Linked DNA regions of Bos taurus: region 1 is linked to region 2. The links are chromatin contacts, called in public Hi-C maps. All regions are on one chromosome and are shown on one strand. The core of a region is the stretch at or near the end of the contact, and the rest is flanking DNA. Distances in the headings are between cores, read along the strand shown.

Region 1 (4,920 bases), core at 979-3,478, 41 kb before region 2:
AAGTCCCGAGAACTCGCACACCTGGGAGCACACGCACACCAGTGGCGTCCCACTCCATCCCTGGGAAGGGTGGGACCTAGTCTCTCTGCAAAGGCCCTGAGCCCAGCACCACGGTTTGGAGGGGAAACGAGATCGCAGGACATCCTCTCACTCCAACCTGGGCGGGCTCTGAATGAACCTGGCCTCACTGGGCTCAGGTCGTCTGTCCTCAGAAGATCACAACACCGCCCGCTCTGCACACATGGCCCATCTCCACACCTTTGCTCACCTTCTCTGGGCAGGTAACAAGAGCTCTGGCTGGGGGCTCACCCAGACCTGCCTTGCCCACCGAGGCCACCTTCCAGGGGGGTAACCTCAGGCAAGCAAGGAGCCTCAGGCTCCGTGCTGGGTGAAATGGAGGCAGTATTCTCCCCTCTTAAACGATGATTAAACAAAATAACGCAAGTAAATCACTTAGGACTGTGCCTGGCACAGATGAAGTATTCAGTGTTAAACAAATGTCAAGGGAAGGACTACTTTCAGATAAATGGTAACTCTGCCTGGCACTCCGTCTCCCTGGCCGGAAGCAGGCGGAGGCCCAAGCAGAATGCAGAGTGAGTGCTCGGGGAGAATACCGACCAGCGCGGCCTTGGTGGCGAGGAACCCGACACGTGACGGACGGGAAGGCCGCCGACACACCCCACGCCCGCACTCCATGGCCTGTCCGGCCGTCTTCTCCTCCCAGAAGACCAGGGGCATCTGCTGACACCAGAGACTCAGGGGGCCCCGAGCCCAGGGCACGGTGGGCAGGAGTCACAAGGCCCTCCTCGGGATCAAGCCCACCACTCGCAGCCCCAGCTCCATGTGGCACGACTGTGAGTAGGAGCTGGAGTTCCAGTGGGACATGAAAAATTCATAGCTGCTTCTACTTGGTTACAAAAATAACATTCTGCTTATTCACTCCCTCTCCCTGCCCGGTTTAGACTGAGATGTGCGGGGTGGGTAGTGTGGAGGGTGGTTTCTATAGATGGAGGCCTCGTGGGTCTGCTGTGCCCCCGCCACTCTGCAGCTCTGTCACACAGCACAAGTTGGGGAGTGCGGCCGGCCCTGCTGGCTCTGCGATGCCCAGGGCGCCGTGGGGCGGGACACCCACTCCCGAGACGGGCATCTGCTGCCTGCCGGCCAGGGGCAGGCCTGGCGCTGAACCCACCATGCTGAGCAAAAGCAGACCCAGGCTGCACGCTAAGGAGCTTCCAGTGTGATGAGGGACAGAACTGATCTCATTAACCAAGCGATGACTCAACTACAGAAGTGACACCCGCAGGAAAAGAGGGAACGGTAACAACCACAGCAGATACTCCCATAAGCTAACTATGTGCCCCGCGCTGTTCTGGGCACTTTGCCACATGTTAATAACATCTCTCATCCGCACAGCTACCTTGTGAGGCGGTTGCCATTTCTGCCCCATTTAACAGATGAGGAAACCGAGGGTCTGAGAGGTGATGTGATTTGCCCACAGGTAGTCATGTACCTGTAAAGTCACAGAGCAAGATTTAAAGCCAGGTACCCTGGCCCAGCTTCCCAGGTGGCGCTAGTGGTAAAGAACCTGCCTGTCAATGCAGGAGACATGAGAGATGCTGGTTCAATCCCTGGGTCAGAAGTTCCCCTGGAGGGAGGGCATGGCAACCCATTCCAGTGTTCTTGCCTGGAGAATCCCATGGACAGAGGAGCCTGGCAGTCTACAGTCGGAAAGAGTCGGACACGACTGAAGTGACTTAGCACGCGCCCTGGCCAAGCAGCCACACCCGGAGGCATCACCTTACATTTGCCCTCCTCCCTCTCACCTCTCAAAGAGGGAGCTCACCAAAGTGTTTAGGATGCTGGTGGGGGAGGGGAGGACATTTCCCTGAGGGGCCAGTGGTTAAGACTCCGCAAGCCCAATGCAAGGGGCCCAGGTTCAATCCCTGGTCAGGGAACTAAGATCCTACAAGCCACGTGGTATGGCCAAAAAGAAAAGGAAAAAGAGAAGGAAGCCCTGGGGAACAGCTCCTGACCTTCTGGCCAGGCAGACCCGGGTAAGTTCCCCTGTGGAGAATGAATGGGACAAAAATAAGAAAGACTTTCCAGAAAACGGGACCAGCATGTGCAAAGGCCCTGCAGCAGTGAGAAAAGAGCCTGGCCCTGGAGAAAGGGAGGGAGTGAAGGAGAGCAGCCTGCGTCATGAGGCTGGCAGGGCCACCCTCATGGGGCTGCTGCTGTGTGGGGACTGAGCCAGAGGGGCAAGGGTCAATGTGTGATGACAGGGGGTGGTGGGGAGGAAGGGTAAAAAGCTTCTTTTAAGAGAAACTTGGCAGGAGGAGGAAGACAGAGGAGCCGTGTTAAAGATGCCAACAGTGGTAACCAAGCAAGGCACACTCAAGGTTTTGGCTTCACCTGGGAGGGTCTGGGACTGCTGGCCCTCTGGGGGAGAAGGGAAAAGCCATAAGCATCTAGAGCTCATCTGGGTGGGGCTGTCAAGGTCACTTCAGGGGCAGCACTGGTTCTGAGCAGTGGCATGTCCCTAGCGCCTCATCTAAGAGCCCCCAGTGCAATCAACGAGCCGACAAAGCCTGACCTGGAGCCCAGATTAGGCACGGGAGGAAGTGAAGCAGACACAGAGCTTACATTCTGGTGGTGACGGGCGGTGGGGAGGTGGCGGAGAAAGGGTCTCACTGAGGCTAAATGTACAGTAACTGTTGATGGCTAGCTCTTACCATTTACACGGGCTTGCCTTGTAGCTCAGTTGGTAAAGAATCTGCCTGCAATGCAGGAGACCCAGGTTCGATTCCTGGGTCGGGAAGATCCCTTGGAGGAGTAAATGGTAACCCACTCCAGTATTCCTGCCTGGAGAATCCCACGGACAGAGAAGCCTGGCGGGCCACAGTCCATGCGGTTGCAAGAATTGGACACGACTTAGCGACTAAACCACCACCACCATTTACACGTGGGAACAGTTTAAAACCCCCAACCCTGTGGTCATGTGAGACACGTCATCTCCACTTTACAGGTGAGGAAACTGAGGCGGGGGGGGGAGGCTAAAAGACTTGCCGAAGGTCACACAGTCAGTAAACACAAACACGGGGCGGACACCCATTCCTCTGAGTGGAATGTTCCCTACCAGCCCGGGAAAGCAAAGTCAAGAAAGGTCCTGTCCCCATCTCGGTCCCCAAGCTGGAGCTGAGCTCGCACGGCGAGCAGAGGCAGGCAGGGCTCTTCCCCTCAAAGCCCACCTGCTTTTTTATTAATTCTTAAAAAAAAAAAAAATTTGATCAGGCTGCATGGCACACAGGGTTCTAGTTCCCCCACAAGGGATGAAACCCACACCCCCTGCATTGGATGCAAGGAGTCCTAACCACTGGGCTGCCAGCTACGTCCCCCACCTGCTTCTTAAAGGCTTGGCCTGAGCCCAGGCGGACAGTACCAGTGGCGGCCCTGCCATCTTGTGAAGCGAGCCTGCACACAGCCCTTGACCCACCTAGTGAAGAAGGAAGGATGTGGACACTGCCTCTGAGAACACATGTGCACAAAACCACAGAGAAGAGCTTTCAGAAGTTGCCTCTGCACACTGGCAGCCCGTTAAAGATTCTTCTCCGGTTGTTAAAATAGCACAAGGGTGTGGGGGAGCGGGGGAGGGCGCGGGGTAGGAGAAGAGAAGACTTGGTTTGGGCTCCACGGGTGCACTGGAAGGCAAGCCTCGGGAGCACCCCCCCAAGCTGTTTCTGCTTTCTCACTGTGTGTTGGAAGGGGAGGGCAAGGCCAAGCATCACTGGTCATCAAGTCCTTCCTGTGTCACAGGGGCCCCTCCCAGTGGCCAGGATGTGGGGCGGCTGGGTGAATGAATGATGGATATTGTTCGGGAGGTGACCTCAGCGGCCAGGAATGTGGCAGCAATGGGCTTTAATGAGCCATTCATGGGTGACTCCCTCCCCCAACCCAGAGAGGTAAACCTTCTGGACTCTGGGGCAGTCCCCAGTAAGAAACCAGTGGCCCCCCAGCAGGCAGGGTGATGGCACGGGCCAAGGGGAAGGATCCTGGCGGGATGCGGCTAACCCAGCTGAAAAAACTTTCCTGCCCTTGTCTTCTCAGCGACTACGTGTTACAAGCCATGTTCTCAGTACTGGAGGGGGTGGCGTGGAAGGAAATGTCGGCTGGAGGCTGGAATTCCACTAAACCCAGACTGAAGGGAGTCTCCTGCAAAGTCAGCTGGGACCCGAGGCTCGGGCTGGGGCGTGTGCGCTGGCTCTGATGATGGCTCTGGCGAAGGAGCTCCTGACCAGGGCTGGGGGGCCGCACTCGCCTGACCGCCAACGGACGCTCACATGTGGATTCCATTGACTCCACGCTGGACAGGGCTTTGGGAAAAGCCGCTGGCTGCCTCACGCTGCACCCCCGCCTTCCACTCTTTATACCGCCCACCCCCTTAGCCAGACGTCCCAGGCCAGCAGCCTGACCCAGAAGGACTGGTTGCCTAGCTGAGCCCCGGCAAACTCTCCCAGGGCACTGGCAGGCAGGACGGGGTTCCCTGGGGAGCTGGGAGTTGTCAAACCTTGCCTCTGCAATACCGTGTTGGGTTTGCCGCTCCGCTGGGGCGTCGGCCGCTTTGAGGGGGAGGGCACCATCCCGCCTCCTGAACTCCCACCTTGCCCGCTGTGGCCTCGGCCGCTGCCCATGGTTCCTGCTTCCACGGGACCTTGGGAAGGGTGTCCAGGGCTTGGACACAGGGGAGGGACAGCTATTTATTCCTGGGGTAGGCACCTACCCTTCTTATCGCCCATCTGCCGGCTACTGCCAGGCTTCGGGCAAGGCCTGGCCCCAGCGGGGCATCTTCTCAGGTCCTGAAAGCAGAACCTGCTCCCCTGGCCCCTGGGCTTCACCAAGCCTAAAGGTGCTTTCAGGGTCCGA
Region 2 (4,921 bases), core at 215-2,714:
ACCCTCTCTGCACCTCCCACTCCTTTTGATCTCCCTTTCCCCACTGTGAGTCCCCCCAAATTGCCTCCACACCCCAACATGCCACCTGAAAACAGACCCTGCTTTAGAACGAGCTCCTCATCACCACCCCCAAAAGACAATTCTGGACACTCTCAGCCCCTCCTCCCCAAACAACTTGTTCTCCCTTCACAACACATAAACACACTCTCCAGTCCTGGGACGGCACCTCCAGAAGCCCTCACGCCCAAATTCCTCTCTCGGTCTATCCATCACACACTCCCTTTCTAATGAGACTTTCATTACTCCGCACACCTCCCTCCCACCATCCGCCATTCCGACCTTTCTCTCCCGCCTTTCTCACCTCATTCAGGCTACCTTTGCCTCCGGCAACACCAACCCTTTGCTGAGCTTTGTCTACGTTCCATCAATTCTTCAGAACCCCTTCTCAGAATACTCCAAATTCTCTCTATCCCCCTTCGGCCTCTCATCAAGGAGGCCTTGGCCTCACCAATACCTCTTCTATCTCCCAATCTTCTCCTCTTCCCTGTAGGATAGGGCACCCCTGATAATATTTCGCCCCTTCAAAACCTCTTATTCACAGCTCCCTGACTTTTCCCACCAGTGCCAGAGTCCAGACCTCCTTAGCAGCCTCCCCATCCTCACCCACCAAGCCCTGGGTCCCTTCACACCCACTTCCAGAATCTTCATCCCCTTTAGAATGAAAGGGGCTTCATCCCTGGGGGTCCCATAATTCCAACCCTCTTCAGAGGATTCTGTAATCCAAATAACGCCCTCCATACTCCAGCTCCTCCTCGGACTCCCCTGATGCCGAATTCTATCCTGACCCACACATTCCAGACTCCCCCTTTTCCCTCTGACCATCTCCAGTCCATCCTGACCCTTTCATCCCGCCTCAGACCCAATTCCGTTCTTGAGTCTCCTCCAATCATCTCGCGATTTCCCCTCATTCCCAGGCCAGACGCTCCAATTCCTGCCTCGGGCTCCCTGATTCCTAGTCTTAGATTTCCATATCCCCTACTAAGCCGCCAATTATTTTTTCAGACTCCCAATTCCCCGCTCAAGTTCTGCAACTCCTTTCCAGGACTCCAAACCCCTTCCCAGACCCGCCGATTCCTTCTCAGGACGCCCAGTTCTCACCACAGACCCTCCGATCCCGTCTCAGGGTCTCCAAGCCCCTTCCCGGCCTCCAGCCTCTCTCCGAAGCCCCCCTCCTCCAGCCCGTCCGGCCCAAGGGCCGCGCACCTTGCGCTGCTGCTTCTCCCAGGCCGGGTCCAACAGCAGGTCCCGGTCCCAGTCGTCCTCCTGGGCCATGTAGTCTCCCATGGTACCCCCGCCGCCAGCGCCATTGCTCCCGCTGCTGGGGCCGTACTGGTACGACTGGTTCGCCGCGTGGTAGTCCACCATTCCGCCGCCTCTCCCGAGCCCGTCCGCTCCAGCCTCTGCTCCCGCCCCTCTGCCCGAGCCACTGCCGCCGCCGCCGCCGCCGCTGCTTCAGCTGCTCCAAGCCCGCCCTCCGCCGGCGCCTGCGCACTGCCCGCCGCGCCTGCGCACCGCGCCGCCGCCGCCGCCGCCCTCCCGCGCGCGCGCCTCCTAACCCAAAAGACCCTGAGACTCCGCCTCGGGGCTTTCGGAGCCTGCGCAGAGCGCGCTTCTCCCCCGCCCTTCAGCTCGTGGACGAGCCGCGCCCCCTGTTCCCGCGTGAGCGCGCCCGGCCTCTGCGTGTGGGCGGGGCCAGATCGCGGATGATTCGTAAGGCGGGTCTCGCCGTCCTACTACGAAAACCCGCTCAGGCGTGGCATGTATCCCATTCAGCAAGAAAAATTCAACAAATATTTATTAAGCGCCTGCTGTGTGCGTTGCCACTTAAACGAAATAGATAAAACTCCCTGCCCTCGCGGAAGCTTCGAGTGACGGGAGACAACAAACAAAAAATTTTCAGTACATAATATATATGTTAATATATTCCAAGGGGATTAGTGTTATGGAGAAAAATCAAGCTGAAATGTAAATGGAGTAGTCAGGATAGGCTTTGCGGAGAAGGAGGACATTTGAACAAACACCGGCGGGATTCACGAAATGGACCTGGGAGTTAGACTGGAATAGCTACTGGCTGACTTGAAAGTTATCAATAGAAGGTTTTGTGGACTTATCTATCTTCATTCACTCAATAGACACTTATTGAGCAGCTACTGTGTGCCAGGCACTGTTCTCAGGTGCTGACGATACGGTTCTGAGCATAAGGGTGATCAGTTCTCAAGTTGCTAATGCGGGGGGTGGGGCACAGCAATAAATAAATAAATACAGATAAATGATATTGTCACATTAAGAGGTGTCTCGAGTGTAAATATCCAAAGCTGAGCCCCTGATCTTCCTCTCAAACCTGGTCACCCCATGATCATCCCTGTCCCAGAGAATGGCGCCTCCATCCTCCCAGCTTGCAGGCAACAGAACTTGCAGTTACCCCGTGTCCTCTTTCTCCTCGCACCCTACATCCAGTTCTTCAGGAAATCCTGTCAGTTCCATCTTCAAAGTATGTATGGAATCCACTCACTTCTCTCTCCCATGGCCACACCCTGGTCCTGCCCACCCTCTCCTGTCTTCACTCGGACCTCTGCCGCAGCCTCACCATCTCTCTGCTCCTCCACTCACCACCAACTCTCTTTCTCACAAGAAACCAGAAGGAGCCTGCAAACACCTGAATCAGGTCAAATCCCTCCCTTGCTTGCTCAGAACCTTCCCTTGGTGCCACACGTCAAAGTCAAGGAAAGGAGGAAAGGCTGCTGGGGCCTTCCTTGCCCTGACCCAGCCCAGCCCAGTTTTTTGTTTTTTTTCTGGCCCAGCTTTTGAAACCCCTGAGACTCCTGGGGTTTCAAACAAACCCACAAGGTCTTTTTTCCACATCCTGATCATGCTGGTCCTCATGTCTCTCCCAGCTCCCCTCCTACTCTCCCCTCCTTTCTGAACTTTCACCACGGTTGGGTCCAACTCTCTGCCATGCTATGGACTGTAGCACACCAGGATTCCCTGTTCTTCACTATCTCTCAGAGTTTGTTCAAACTCATGTCCATTGAGTCGGTGATACCATCCAACCATCTCATCCTGTCGCCCCCTTCTCCTTCTGCCCTCAGTCTTTCCCAGCACCTGGGTCTTTTCCAGTGAGTCAACTCTCCTCATCAGGTGGCCAAAGTATTGGAGCTTCAACTTCAGCATCAGTCCTTCCAATGAATATTCGGGATTGATTTCCTTGAGGATTGACTGATTTGATCTCCTTGCTGTCGAAGGAACTCTCAGTGAGAGTCTTCTCCAGCACCACGGTTCAAAAGCATCAATTCTTCAGCGCTCAGCCTTCTTTATGGTCCAACTCTCATATCCATACATGACTACTGGAAAAACCACAGCTTTGACTACATAGACCTTTGTTGGCAAAGTGATGTCTCTGCTTTTTAATACTCTGCCTAGGTTTGTCATAGCTTTCTTTCCAAGGAGCAAGGGTCTTTTAACTTTATGGCTGCAGTCACTGTCCACAGTGATACAGGAGCCCAGGAAAATAAAACCTGCCACTGTTTACATATTTCCCCCATCCATTTGCCATGAAGTGATGGGACCAGAGGCCATGATCTTAATTTTTTAAATGTTGAGTTTTAAGCCAGCTTTTTCACTCTCCTCTTTCACCTTCATCATGAGGCTTTTTAGTTCCTCTTCCCTTTCTGCCTTTAGGCCTCCTAACTGTTCCTCCAACATACTAGGTATGCTCCAGTCTCAAGGCCTTTGAACATAGTGATACCTTGCTACCACTGCCTGGAACACTCTCCCTAGATACTGGATCCCCAAGGCTCATAGCCTCCTCTCCTGAAGATTAGAGGAAATGCCACCTCCTCAGTGAGACCTCCCCTGACCACTTTTTTATAAATAGCATCCACACCTTCCCAGCTTTATTTTTTCCAGAATACTGATCACCACTAATATACAAATATGACTGCTTTATTTAGTTTCTTTCTCAAGAATGTCAGCCCATGATGGTGGGAATCTTTGTTTTGTCATATTCCTAGTCTCTGAAACACTGTCTGGCACAAGATTGTCTGTTGTTTAGTTGCTAAGTCGGGTCAGATTCTTGTGACCCTCTGTCCATAGGATTTCCCAGGCAAGAATACTAGAGTGGGTTGCCATTTCCTTCTCCAGGGGAACTTCCTGACCCAGGGACTGAACTCACACATCAAAGATAGAAGCTTAATAAACCCCAGATGAATGAATAGACTTAAAACCATGGTGAGGAATTTGAGTCTTTTTTATTGATATATAATTGACATATAATGATTTGATTATTATTATTTGCCTGAAAAGAAGTTTTTATTTTATTCTAAGTGCAGTGGGGCCATATAGTGAATTTTACTCTAAATACAATGGGAAGTTAAGGAAGACTGTAAGCAGGGCTGGGGTCTGATTCAACGGTCTCCTGGGTCCTCTGGCTGCACCAGGGGAACAGACTGTAGAAGGTGGAGTGTGCTCAGGGAGCTCCAAGAGGAGGCTGCTGCAGTGGTCCGGATGAAGCTGGACAGGAAGATGGAGGGTAGAGGAGGAGAGTGCTGTGGAGGAAGGGCAGTGGGGGGATATGAGAAAGTGGAGCCTCTATGACTTTAGACTTTGTTGGGGGTGGGATGCAGAGGTGAAAAAGAAAAAAAAAAAAAAAATCCAGACTCAAGATGGCTCCTAGGGCTTTCCAGGCGGTCCAGTGGGTAAGAATCTGCCTTGCAATGCAGGGGACACCGGTTCCATTCCTAGTCCAGGAAGATCCCATATGCCGTGGGGCACCTAAGCCTGTGCACCACAACTACTGAGCCAGTGCTCTAGAGCCCACAAGCCGCAGCTCCTGAAGCCCGTCAGCCCTAGAGCCCGTGCTCCA

Evidence for each region. A called contact is a pair of places that touch in the nucleus more often than the background predicts.
Region 1: a Hi-C map of liver shows a contact between it and region 2, with 2.4 times the contacts expected there. The contact joins the enhancer-like site here to the promoter of ACTN4 in region 2. A contact is called at or near these places in 3 of 11 Hi-C or Micro-C datasets (liver, skeletal muscle and skin fibroblasts).

The regions. Positions count from the first base shown.
Region 1 is chr18:48,440,704-48,445,623 of ARS-UCD2.0, reverse strand. The region is part of intron 1 of ACTN4 (actinin alpha 4); the gene reads right to left. Among named protein-coding and RNA genes, the nearest start is that of ACTN4, 40 kb to the right of the region's middle. Within about 2 kb of position 2,228, at least 12 of the 102 cell types and tissues checked have an H3K27ac peak or open chromatin away from gene starts, as enhancers often do. A contact at or near this core is called in liver, where this site is marked.
Region 2 is chr18:48,399,364-48,404,284 of ARS-UCD2.0, reverse strand. ACTN4 (actinin alpha 4) reads right to left here and starts at 1,464. Exons shown (of 21, transcript NM_001098052.1): 1 at 1,264-1,464. The coding sequence starts at 1,425.